3 separate regions of the Mus musculus genome follow, and all the other regions are linked to region 2. The links are chromatin contacts, called in public HiChIP or PLAC-seq and Micro-C maps. All regions are on one chromosome and are shown on one strand. Each heading gives the region's core, a stretch centred on a gene start, on an enhancer-like site or on the middle of the called end of the contact. The rest is flanking DNA. Distances are from core to core; before and after follow the strand shown. Region 1 overlaps Mob3b (MOB kinase activator 3B). Region 2 overlaps Mob3b (MOB kinase activator 3B). Region 3 holds the start of Mob3b (MOB kinase activator 3B).

What was found. A called contact is a pair of places that touch in the nucleus more often than the background predicts. HiChIP or PLAC-seq counts read pairs in DNA pulled down with a chosen protein or histone mark.
Region 1: a contact with region 2 is called in a Micro-C map of trophoblast stem cells, with 9 times the contacts expected there. The contact joins two enhancer-like sites. A contact is called at or near these places in 5 of 39 promoter capture datasets (embryonic stem cells, hippocampal neurons, liver and 1 more), 10 of 484 Hi-C or Micro-C datasets (the HPC-7 cell line, embryonic stem cells, liver and 4 more) and 1 of 115 datasets of contacts at active chromatin or transcription factors (embryonic stem cells).
Region 3: a contact with region 2 is called in an H3K27ac HiChIP or PLAC-seq map of trophoblast stem cells, with 19 read pairs. The contact joins the promoter of Mob3b here to the enhancer-like site in region 2. A contact is called at or near these places in 16 of 39 promoter capture datasets (3T3-L1-derived adipocytes, the C10 cell line, HPC-7-derived erythroid cells and 11 more), 2 of 15 datasets of contacts at CTCF or cohesin (CD8 T cells and the NIH/3T3 cell line), 8 of 484 Hi-C or Micro-C datasets (B cells, Sertoli cells, cerebellar granule neurons and 5 more), 18 of 115 datasets of contacts at active chromatin or transcription factors (the SCID.adh cell line, bone marrow-derived macrophages, embryonic forebrain and 10 more) and 3 of 9 other capture datasets (adipose tissue, liver and pancreatic islet).

Annotation. Positions count from the first base shown.
Region 1 is chr4:34,965,215-34,968,657 of GRCm38.p6, forward strand. The region is part of intron 3 of Mob3b (MOB kinase activator 3B); the gene reads right to left. Among named protein-coding and RNA genes, the nearest start is that of Gm33620, 25 kb to the right of the region's middle. Within about 2 kb of position 1,282, at least 23 of the 459 cell types and tissues checked have an H3K27ac peak or open chromatin away from gene starts, as enhancers often do. A contact at or near this core is called in trophoblast stem cells, where this site is marked.
Region 2 is chr4:35,032,968-35,036,326 of GRCm38.p6, forward strand. The region is part of intron 2 of Mob3b (MOB kinase activator 3B); the gene reads right to left. Among named protein-coding and RNA genes, the nearest start is that of Gm33620, 43 kb to the left of the region's middle. Within about 2 kb of position 1,809, at least 17 of the 459 cell types and tissues checked have an H3K27ac peak or open chromatin away from gene starts, as enhancers often do. A contact at or near this core is called in trophoblast stem cells and uterus, where this site is marked.
Region 3 is chr4:35,156,150-35,159,153 of GRCm38.p6, forward strand. Mob3b (MOB kinase activator 3B) reads right to left here and starts at 1,335. Exons shown (of 4, transcript NM_178061.5): 1 at 1,103-1,335.

The DNA.
Region 1 (3,443 bases), core at 32-2,531, 68 kb before region 2:
GATCTAGATTAGGTCAGACTTATCTAGAGTGGATTAGCTTCTGGCTATGCCTTTGAGAGATTATCCAGATTAGGTTAACTCTCGTAGGAAGACCCACCTGAGCTGTGAGGAGCACCATCCCATGTTGGGGTCTTAGACAGAATAAAAAGCACACCAGTGCAGCAGGCGCTCCATTCATTACACTCCTTCCTCACTGAAGGTGACTACAGGGTGCCCAGCTGCCTCGGACCCCTGTTGACGTACTCTGCTATACGATGGACTGCGCCCACGAACACGTCTTTCCTTATGTCACCTTTGTTTGGTATTTTGTCACAGCAGTAAAATGAGTAACCAGTACTCTGGTATCACCAGAGTTCTCAAGAGCCCCACAGACCCCTGAAGCACCCTGATTGACCACAGTATTCTTTCTAGCATTGTGACTTTCTCTGCAGAGTCACCTACCCTGCTCTCCCCCTGCTAACTCATCTGGCTGAGGTGCTATTACTTCCTGACCAGGACGGGACAGTGGACAGACACCATCTTTGCTCTAAGCAATGCTACCTGTGACCCAGCATAACATAGAAGCTGCCTGCTGTGGCTTTCCCTTATTGTTCTCTCCCATTCCCATTTCTGTCTGCTCAGTTTCCTTAGAGTTTCCCTAAAGGTCGCTGTTGTATGGTCTTTAGTCCTCCAGTCAAAACAAGAGGCCATCTTCTTAGTTAGGGTTTCATTGCTGTGAAGAAACACCAGGGCCAAGGGAACTCTTATGAAGGAAAACATTTAACTGGGACTGGCTTACCGTCCAGGGCTTTAGCTCATTGTCATCTTGGTGGCATGAAGGCAGACATGGCACAGGAGAAGGCATTGAGGGTTCAACACCCGAATCAGCAGAGAGCAGGATGAAAGAGTGACACTGGGCACCGAAACCTAAAACCAGTGACACACTTCTTCCAACAATGCCATACCTCCTAATAGTGCTACTTTCCATGGACCCATGGTAGATATTTTCATTCAAACATACTACACATGGCAACTAAAACAGAAGGGCGTAGTGGAAAACAGGTCTGGATAGCGTTAAAGAAGCTACTTACTCAGGTCAGGAGCCCTTGACCTCAGACTCTAGGTCTTCCTGACTCTCCTAGCTACAGGAGATGTTTGGAGGCGCTACACTACACCCAGGAAATACTTCTAACTAAAAGCAGGACTCCCTGGTAGTTTCCACGAAGTTGTCATCCCTGATGTTGTGGGACTTTGCAGTGATTCAACTGTTTGTGTGCTCGGTAAGAAAGTCAATTCAGTCACTCATTGGTCTGGGCCAGCTGGACTTTGGTGAGATAGTACTTTGGTCTGTCATTGGCTTCCTTCTAGGGTAATTGCTTATTTGTTTTCCTCTTCCCAGGAAAAATGAACACAACAGCCTGGTGTCTGCCACAAGCCAAGCGTCCTCTTCCCACAGCCTGCCTTCACTTACATGGCTGGACTGGCTCTTGCAGACGGCTCAAGATGCCCCCAGCTGGACTGGCTCCTGCAGATGGCTCAAGATGCCATATGAGCAGTAAAACAGATTTCTGCATTGCTCAAAGCTTACTTGTGGAGCCTGCCAGCTCCTGGAAGCTGGGGGTGGGCATCATGACTCACTCTCCTTTCTGTTTCTGTCCTTGGCCATCCATCAGCGTTCAGAAAGGCACTGGCTGGAAGCAGGGTTTCACCCTGTGGGGTCGCTGTAAGCGCTATAGTTCAAATGAATGGGCTCAACTTGAATGACCTTCAAAAAGCCATGATCAGTCATTTTGGAAGTATTCTGAACTTTCAGGTCATGGGTGCCTGAAGGAAGAGTTTACCTCCCTTAGGAAAAAAAAAACAAAAAACAAAAAACAAAGACTCTCATAGAAGCCAGACAGCCTTGAATGCATCACGAGATGAGTCTGCCACCACTTAATAAGACCTGTATTGTGTGCCTGGTGAAATGTGGAGGAGGGGTCTCTTCCTTGATGAGCTTGTAATTTGGGGAGTTTGCAGTCTCTTAGTAGGCCCTTCTCTTTGGCAGGAACAGTGCTGTTTAGATTGAGTAAGGATTCCAAAACAAACCGAAAACCTCCATTTTAATAAAACATGACCTTCATATACTTCTCAGTTTGCAGTGGGATTAGCTCCCAGCAAACCCATCCTAATCCATAAACATGGTGAAAATCCACTTCACACACCTGACCTACTGAACATCTGGGCTAGCAGCACAGCGCTTTGCAGAGGAAGGGATTTGTGCACTGCTACATGCATGCACAGAAGCACACATGAGCCTGGACAGAGTTGAGGCTCCCTCTGCTGCCTAGCCTCAAAAGAGAATATCCTGTCACCAGCGTGGAGGAAGAACAAACCTCAAAATTCCAAGTATGCTTTCTACCATAAGGTCACAAAAATCCTAATCAAAGTCCCTGCAAGTCAGGGACTCCCTGTGCAATGTCCCACGGTCCCACAGAACTGTATCTTTTGGTTTATTTTGGGAGCCTTTTTCGTATGTCTGTATGTGTGGTGTGTTGGTGTGTGTGCACCCACGTTTTGCACATGTGCGCATGCCTAAGTTCCCTCATTCATTTACCCAGAGCCTACAGTTTTGGTTAGAGTGAATAGCCAGCTCTGGAGGTCCCGTTTCCACCTCTGCCTCCTGTGTGCTGGGATTACAGCTGGCTGCCATGCCCACCCCAACTTTAAGTGGGTACTGGATTTGAACTGTGGTCTTCACACTTGAACAGCAAGGGCTTTAACCACGGAGCAGTCTCTGCCCTGGGGACCTTTGGATCCAGTCACCATTTTGCCTACTCTTTGGGCACTGACTCTCTTCTCTGTGGGTGGCTGCTGAGCTATTTTTATAGAGAAGCTGAGCTTGTAAAGGCTAGTGTCTTGTCTGAGGTTACATGGCTAATACTTGGCAGAGCAAGATTTTAAACCCAGATCATTCACATATTGTGGACAGGCCTTGGAAACCTGTTTTCTGTCTACATCGGGGACCAGAAGAATACAATATGTGGCCCAAATCCACCCTATGCCTGATTTTATATGGGCTACAATCTAAGAATGCGACGTCTTCAAATAGTGAAAAAAATACAGAACTTCACAATGTGATTATTTTATGAAATTCAAAAATTTTAAAAAGATTTATTTATTTATTATATGTAAGTACACTGTAGTTGTCTTCAGATACACCAGAAGAGGGCATCAGATCTCATTACGGATGGTTGTGAGCCACCATGTGGTTGCTGGGATTTGAACTCAGAACCTTTGGAAGAGCAGTCAGTGCTCTTAACCGCTGAGCCATCTCACCAGCCCGAAATTCAAATTTTTAAAGATTTATTTTTCCTGTATATATGAAAGTACTTTGCCTATGTTCATGTAAATGTAAATGCAGTCTCTTTCTCTCTCTCTCTGCACGCGCGTGCACGTGTGTGTGTGTGTGTGTGTGTGTGTGT
Region 2 (3,359 bases), core at 559-3,058:
TCTTGCAAGCATAGAGATCTGAGCTGGATCCCAGCACCCATGCAAAGAGCCTGTTGTAATGACACTCACACCTGGACACCAGAGCAGTCATGTCACAGTGTGGATGTAGGAGGATGGCTGGGGCTTCCTGCTTGTCAGTGTGGCTCCAGGTTCAGCAAGAGACCCTGTCTCGGAATCACTTGGCCAGTGCTGGAGAAGGACACCTAGAAGCTTTCTCTTCTGCCCTCACAGCTACACACACACACACACACACACACACACACACACACATACACACACACATACACACAAACAACGAACAATCCTGTATGAGTCATATACAGGGAGTGAAAGATCCTGACAGAATGTAAAAGGACACAGAAGCCCTGAAATTGGCAAGATAGACGTCAGTGTTAGTAGAACTAGCTTCACTGATTTAGAAAAATAGAGGTGCACAATGCTCTGGCCACTCCTTGAACCTGCGGGTCTGCCAATGTTTTGACCGTTCCTTGAACCCAGGTGTGTGCCCACTGTTGAAGCCCATTGCCAGGTGTTTGTGATATTGGCTGCTGAGAAAGAGTCAGAAAATCTCCCCAGCAACCACAGCCTGGCCAATCCTGAGTTGCTACACCTGCACCAGACTCTTTCCTTGTATCCCTCCCATACCCATTTCTTGAGAATAGACATTGTTTAGATCTGGAAATCCCCTACTCTCCCCCTTCTCCTTTCCCCCCTGAGAGCCTATAAAAACTGGGACCTCTTTCCCCTCGAGGTCGACTCCTCTACCCCTGCGTGGGATATGAGTCATTCCCAGAGCTCTGGCTTCCCCCCCCCCCCCCATAAAGCCTCACGTGGTTTGCAACAAGCTCGGTCTATCGTGAGTTCTTGGGTGTCCGCTATTGTCCTGAGACCTGAGCGAGGGGCTCCTTTTGGAGTCTTTCATTAGTACTGAATTCTGTGTAATTAGGATTCAATAAACTATGTGTAAAATTAATGAACCATTTCACTTACGATTTCAGGATCCTGAAGGTCTCAAAGATCTTATCTGAGGGATCGGTGAGCAAGGGCAATCGATGGCCCATCAGAGAAAAAGCTTCCTTTGGATTTACATATGGGCAAGTCTGGCGGTAGCACGGTGGCCTCAGGCAACATCTAGTCTAATCCTCACGCTCTTGGATTTTTCTCTATAAGTTTAAAATGGCTTGTGCTTAGTCTCTGGGTGCAGTGGGGATGCCAGAGTCTTGAAAATAAAGGCTAAAAATATCCTGCCTATAAAATGCTAACTTTGATGAATTTGAAGGATTTTGTGAAATTCATGGAGTCATTTTTCTCGTCTATAAGACAAATGACAGCGGCCACCTCGAGCCCGTTAGATTATTAGAGGGCAGAAGGAAAGCTTAGAAGATACAAATCGTACTGCTTCCTATAGCTTCAGTGGACTTTGAAAGTGGGAGGGGGCAGAAAGGAAGAAACTCTTATTAAGACTTTAGGCATCTGGTATCCCTTGAGTTATTATTATGGGGCTATAGGATGGAGTTTTAAACATAAATAGCTGAAATGTAATTACATGGAACAGTTATTTTGAGTGATCTGACTGAAGTTGTTCTCCTCATAGCCGCCTACCCCCACCTCCAGAAATAAGTAATTCTTTTCCCTCAAATGTTGCTCAGTACCGTGTGAGTTTTTCCTGCTGAGTCTCCAGGGAAGTAGGAAGCAGTCAGTACTGGGGGCCATGACAGCAGAGAGGTGACAATGGAGTCCAAGGTGCACACCAGGGCTTTTCACCAGTTAAGTACTCTCTACTGTATGTATGCTCAGGGTATCCTGAGGGCAAACCACTGAGGTGAGAAAATAGGAAGGTCAGCAACCTATCCCTGACCCTGCAGCCAACTATAATTACTCAAACCGAACCATGAGCCCTTTATGAAGCCGCGCTTCTTTTAAGTGATGTACAAATGACTTCCTCATTTCTACCGCTCAAAAGCTCAAAACCGGCCAAGGGGCTTCCTACTCAACTTCAAAATAGAATCCAAAAACTTTACCCCCAGGCCTTTCGAGACTTGACTTCCTCCAACTTTCCGGCTTCCAGGAGTTTCCGCAGCTTCCCACCTCCCTGCCACCGGAGGGAGGCTGCTCCTCTGTGCTCTGCCCCACCCCCAGGGCTCTCCCCGGCTTTCACTGCTCCCCTCCTAAAGACACCAGGGGCTGCCCAAGCCACTCCCAGCACATCCCAGAGACGTTTTTCTGCCTCTCCTGCATAAGTAACACCCCGGCTGCTTACGAATCCCCCCTTACTTCTATGTTTGATTATGATCATCGTCTCCCCCAGACCCCGACTCGGATGTAAATGCCAAGAGAGAGGATTTAGTCTTCATTAGTTTTGCCTGGTTCTTAGAAAGCTTTGGAACCTGGCAAGAGGTCCGTCTCTGTTTACAGAGTAAATTTATGAATAAATAAGTAAGTTACAAAGGAAAAGTGTAAGGGGCTTGTGTGTGAGAGGTCGGGAAGCTCAGGGAGGCCAGAGGTAGCGTATTATCTTTGGAGCTGTAGTTACAGGTCATGGTGAGAGCCACCAGATACCGGTGCTGGGAATCAAACTTGGGCCCTATGGAAAATTATCTCGTGCTTTTTCCCTCTGGGCCATCTTTCCTGCTCCTCCCTTCCTTCAAAAAAAAAAAAAAAAAAAAAAAAAAAAAAAAAAAAGATTTGAGACCAGAGAGATAGTATTTAAAAGTACTGGCTGCTCTTCCAGAGGACTCTGGTTCAATTCCCAGCACCTAATATGGCTTCTCCAGTCCCAGGAGAAGCCAACACCCTCTTTTGGCCTCCAACTGCCCTGCATGCATAAGATCCACAGGCAGGCAAAACACTCATACATATAAAAATAAGTAATTTTAAAGGGACTTTTAAATATGTTTATTTTTTTGTGTTTGTGTGAGAGAACACCGTGTGAGTTTTCTCACAGTGGGCAGAAGACGGTGCTGGATCCCATGGAACTGGAATTAGCAGCAGTTGTGAGCTTCCTGATACGTGTGCTAGGAACTGAACTCAGAGTCCCTTGACCACAGAACCACATCCCTAGTTCTCTAAGCAACTTCGCTCTCTAAGCAAGTAAGTGGCCAAACAGTGTCTACATCTGCTTTCTTTCCTATTTCTTCCTGCGTTGATTCATTTAATCTTTTCTACACTCAAATAAACCAAGCACACACCATTTCATGCATACATTACATTTGATATGTTCAGTTCAACTTCATACCTTACTTTCTGAGGAAGACTTTTACAGCATAGGCATTTTGGAAGGGCAAAATGTACTGTGCCCAACACCTGACTTGGTGACACTTCTTAGATTCTGTCAGTGTAGTGTGACAGAGATTAGAATG
Region 3 (3,004 bases), core at 85-2,584, 120 kb after region 2:
CCAATCTCTCGTTTCAGATTCGCTGGGGATAAGATCTGAGAAATGCGCCCTGGGCCACAAGCAGCCTAGGAGGCGGGCTCAGGAACAACTTTCCCTCCGCCCTCTAACCACAAGCCCCGGGTGGGGCGGCCTAGCCAGGTCCCGAACTCTGTCCTTCCCCAGCGGGGATCCCGGACTCGAGCCTGCGCAAAGGCCAGCGTGAAAGGCCCCGCGAGCGGCGAAAGGGACTTCCTTCCCCGCTGGAGCCCCACCAGATGTTAAGAGGCGCAACAATAGTGGAACCGCAGAGAAACAAAAGGCCATTCACTGGGTTACAGGAGAATGGCTCTGTCGCCCCGTCTCTGCGGGGAAGACTTGCAGAGGGTCTGAAAGGGGGCTGGAAGAAATCTGAGTGGTCTAGAGCCTCTGCCACGCTCCAGGAGGCGGGAACCGCTCTTTACCATTAACAACCCCATCCTGGGGGTCCAGTGGTGGGGAGGAGAAATGAAGGGAAAGTTTAGTTTTCACCTTCTCCGGTGCAGAAAAGGGAGGAGCAACGATCCCAGATGTTTGACAGTTGTTGGTCCAAAAGTTGAGCAAAATTTACTTATTCTTAATACCTCCCTTGATGAGGCATAGGTAGCCAGGGAGGACAAATCGAGACTGCGCTGTAGCCCTCCCTACACAGCCCCACGCCGAGCCTGCTCTGGGATCCAGGAGCGTTGCCCTGTTTAGATGCACTTTGTAAAAGTTTCTCTTCCCGCCGCTTCAGGCCGACGCGCACCCCACCCGCATCTGAGATTCAGAATGGGTCCCGGGTGAGATCTGCACCCTTTAGGGGGAGGGAGGGGGTGTATTTCAGATCAAAGCCACAGACCCCCTGGGTGGGAACTGGACTCACATTCCAGCCCGGGAAGTGCGTACCCGGAGGCAGAGGAAAGCCAAGAAGCCCGTACTGCCTAAACCAGACTCCAACCCCGGAAGCTCGCGGAGGAGGGGTGAGGACTGGGGTCCGCACGACTGATCCTCCCTAGGTGTGCCCCGCACCTCGGCCCTCCAGGACACAATCCGAAGCGGGAAGCTGCGACTGCGCCTCCACACCACTCTTGGAAGGATCTCTTACCGTGGGGTTTTAACCTTCTGCCTAGGGCCCTGCTGGTTTCCTTCACGCCGGCAGCAGTTTCTGGAGCCGGAGAAAAAGAGTGAGCTCCTCCAGCCAGAGCAGCGATGCTTGCAGATTCACGCGAGGGGTTTCTGACCAGCACGCGTGACTCCAGATGCAGCGACCACGGCTCTGGTGCGGCCCCCACATGCACCCAGCGCGCCGCGCAGCTCGCCCGGGCGCCACTGCAACTCACCGGCTCAGAGCGGAGTCCCCTGGTGGCCTTCTCTGGAAAGGCAGCTACGCGGGGGCAAGAGGAGTCCTGTTGCCCTTAGGATCCTCTAATCTCCACAAGAGCCTGAGACAATGAGCAGTCTAAGTCTCTCAACTTTGGTCCGCTGCCCAATGTAGGTAGAAAGATGTCAGAGTAGAAAAGATGCTGCTGTCCTGGTTGGTCTTTGTCAACTTGACACAACCTTGATATATTTAGGAGGGAATTTTGACTTAAAAAAAAAACCCCTCATAAAATACCCTATTAATAAGTCTGTCCAGCATTTTCTTGATTAATGACTGTGGGTTGTGCCAGCGTTGGGCAGGTAGTGCTGGTGGGTATAAGAAAGCGCCTCGCGTGGATCTACAAGCATCGCTGCTCCGGCTGGAGGAGCTTACTCTTTATCTCCTGTCCCAGAAGCTGTTGCCTGTGAGAAGGAAGCCAGCAGGGCCCTAGGTGGAAGGTTAAAATCCCATGAGAAGCAAGCCAGCGAGCAGCATTCCTCCATGGCGTCTGCTTCAGTTCCTGATTCCAGGTAACTGCCTTGAGTTCCTGTTCTTACTTCCCTTTGCGGCGGACTGTGCATAAACCACATAAGCCCTTGCCTCCTCCAGTTGCTTCTGGTCATGCTGTTTTATCACAGCCATAGACACCCCAACTGAAGTCCACAAGAGCTTTTTCCAAGGCATCCAGAAAGGGCCAAATGACTTACGCTTCTCCAAAATGTTCTGCCAGCTGTAAAATGCCGTGGACTGCCTGAAACACCTTGGAAAGCAGCATTAAACCATGACAAAAATGCGTGGAAGTCGTAACTACCTCGCCGGGTGATTATGAGTAAACCAATTATGAGACGTACTCTTAGTTCTTGGGAGGAGTCTTCAAACATGAACTGAAAGAAAAAAAAATGAGGTGGATGTGTCAACCTGCTTTTATTCTCCTATAAACATCTTGATGTGTGCCGGCTGGGTAGTATCAAATGACTTGATTAGCGATCACATTCCGTAACTTCTGCTACACGTTTGAAAGAATGAAAGTAAATTAGGTGAAATTTAGGAGATATATTTCCATACTCGACTCCTGTTAGCCTTTCCATCACAAAAGTCTCTCTATATGTGGTGCCTTACTTGGCTCACACAAATGCTTGGAAAACTCCTGCTACGGGGCCTTAGCACTTGCTATGCTCCCTGCCTGGGACAGTCTTCTTAACTGTTCAGTCACATCATGGCTCAGAGACTACCCTTTTCCCTCCATTTCTTTCCTCAGAGGCCTCCCTTTCAACCCCATTCATCCCCCCCAAGACATCCCTTCTCAGATACCCCACTCCAGTTTTCTCTATGAAATGTATCACCATAAGACACACACACACACACACACACACAAATACTGCTTTTTGCTCACTCCCTATATTAGTGTTCTATGGGGGAAATAGCCAAACTTAAAGTTAAAACAGCTGAAGACAAAATGAGCAGAGCTGGAGAGGTGGTATAATAGTTAAGAGCACTTGCTGCTTTTCCAGAGGATCCTAAGTTGGTTCCATTATCCGCTGCCAGCAGCTCGCAGTCACCCATAACTCTAGTTTCAGCAGATCAAACATCCCTCGTCTCCTCCACAGGCACCTGAATGCACACGGTGCACATAAACGCATGTGGGCA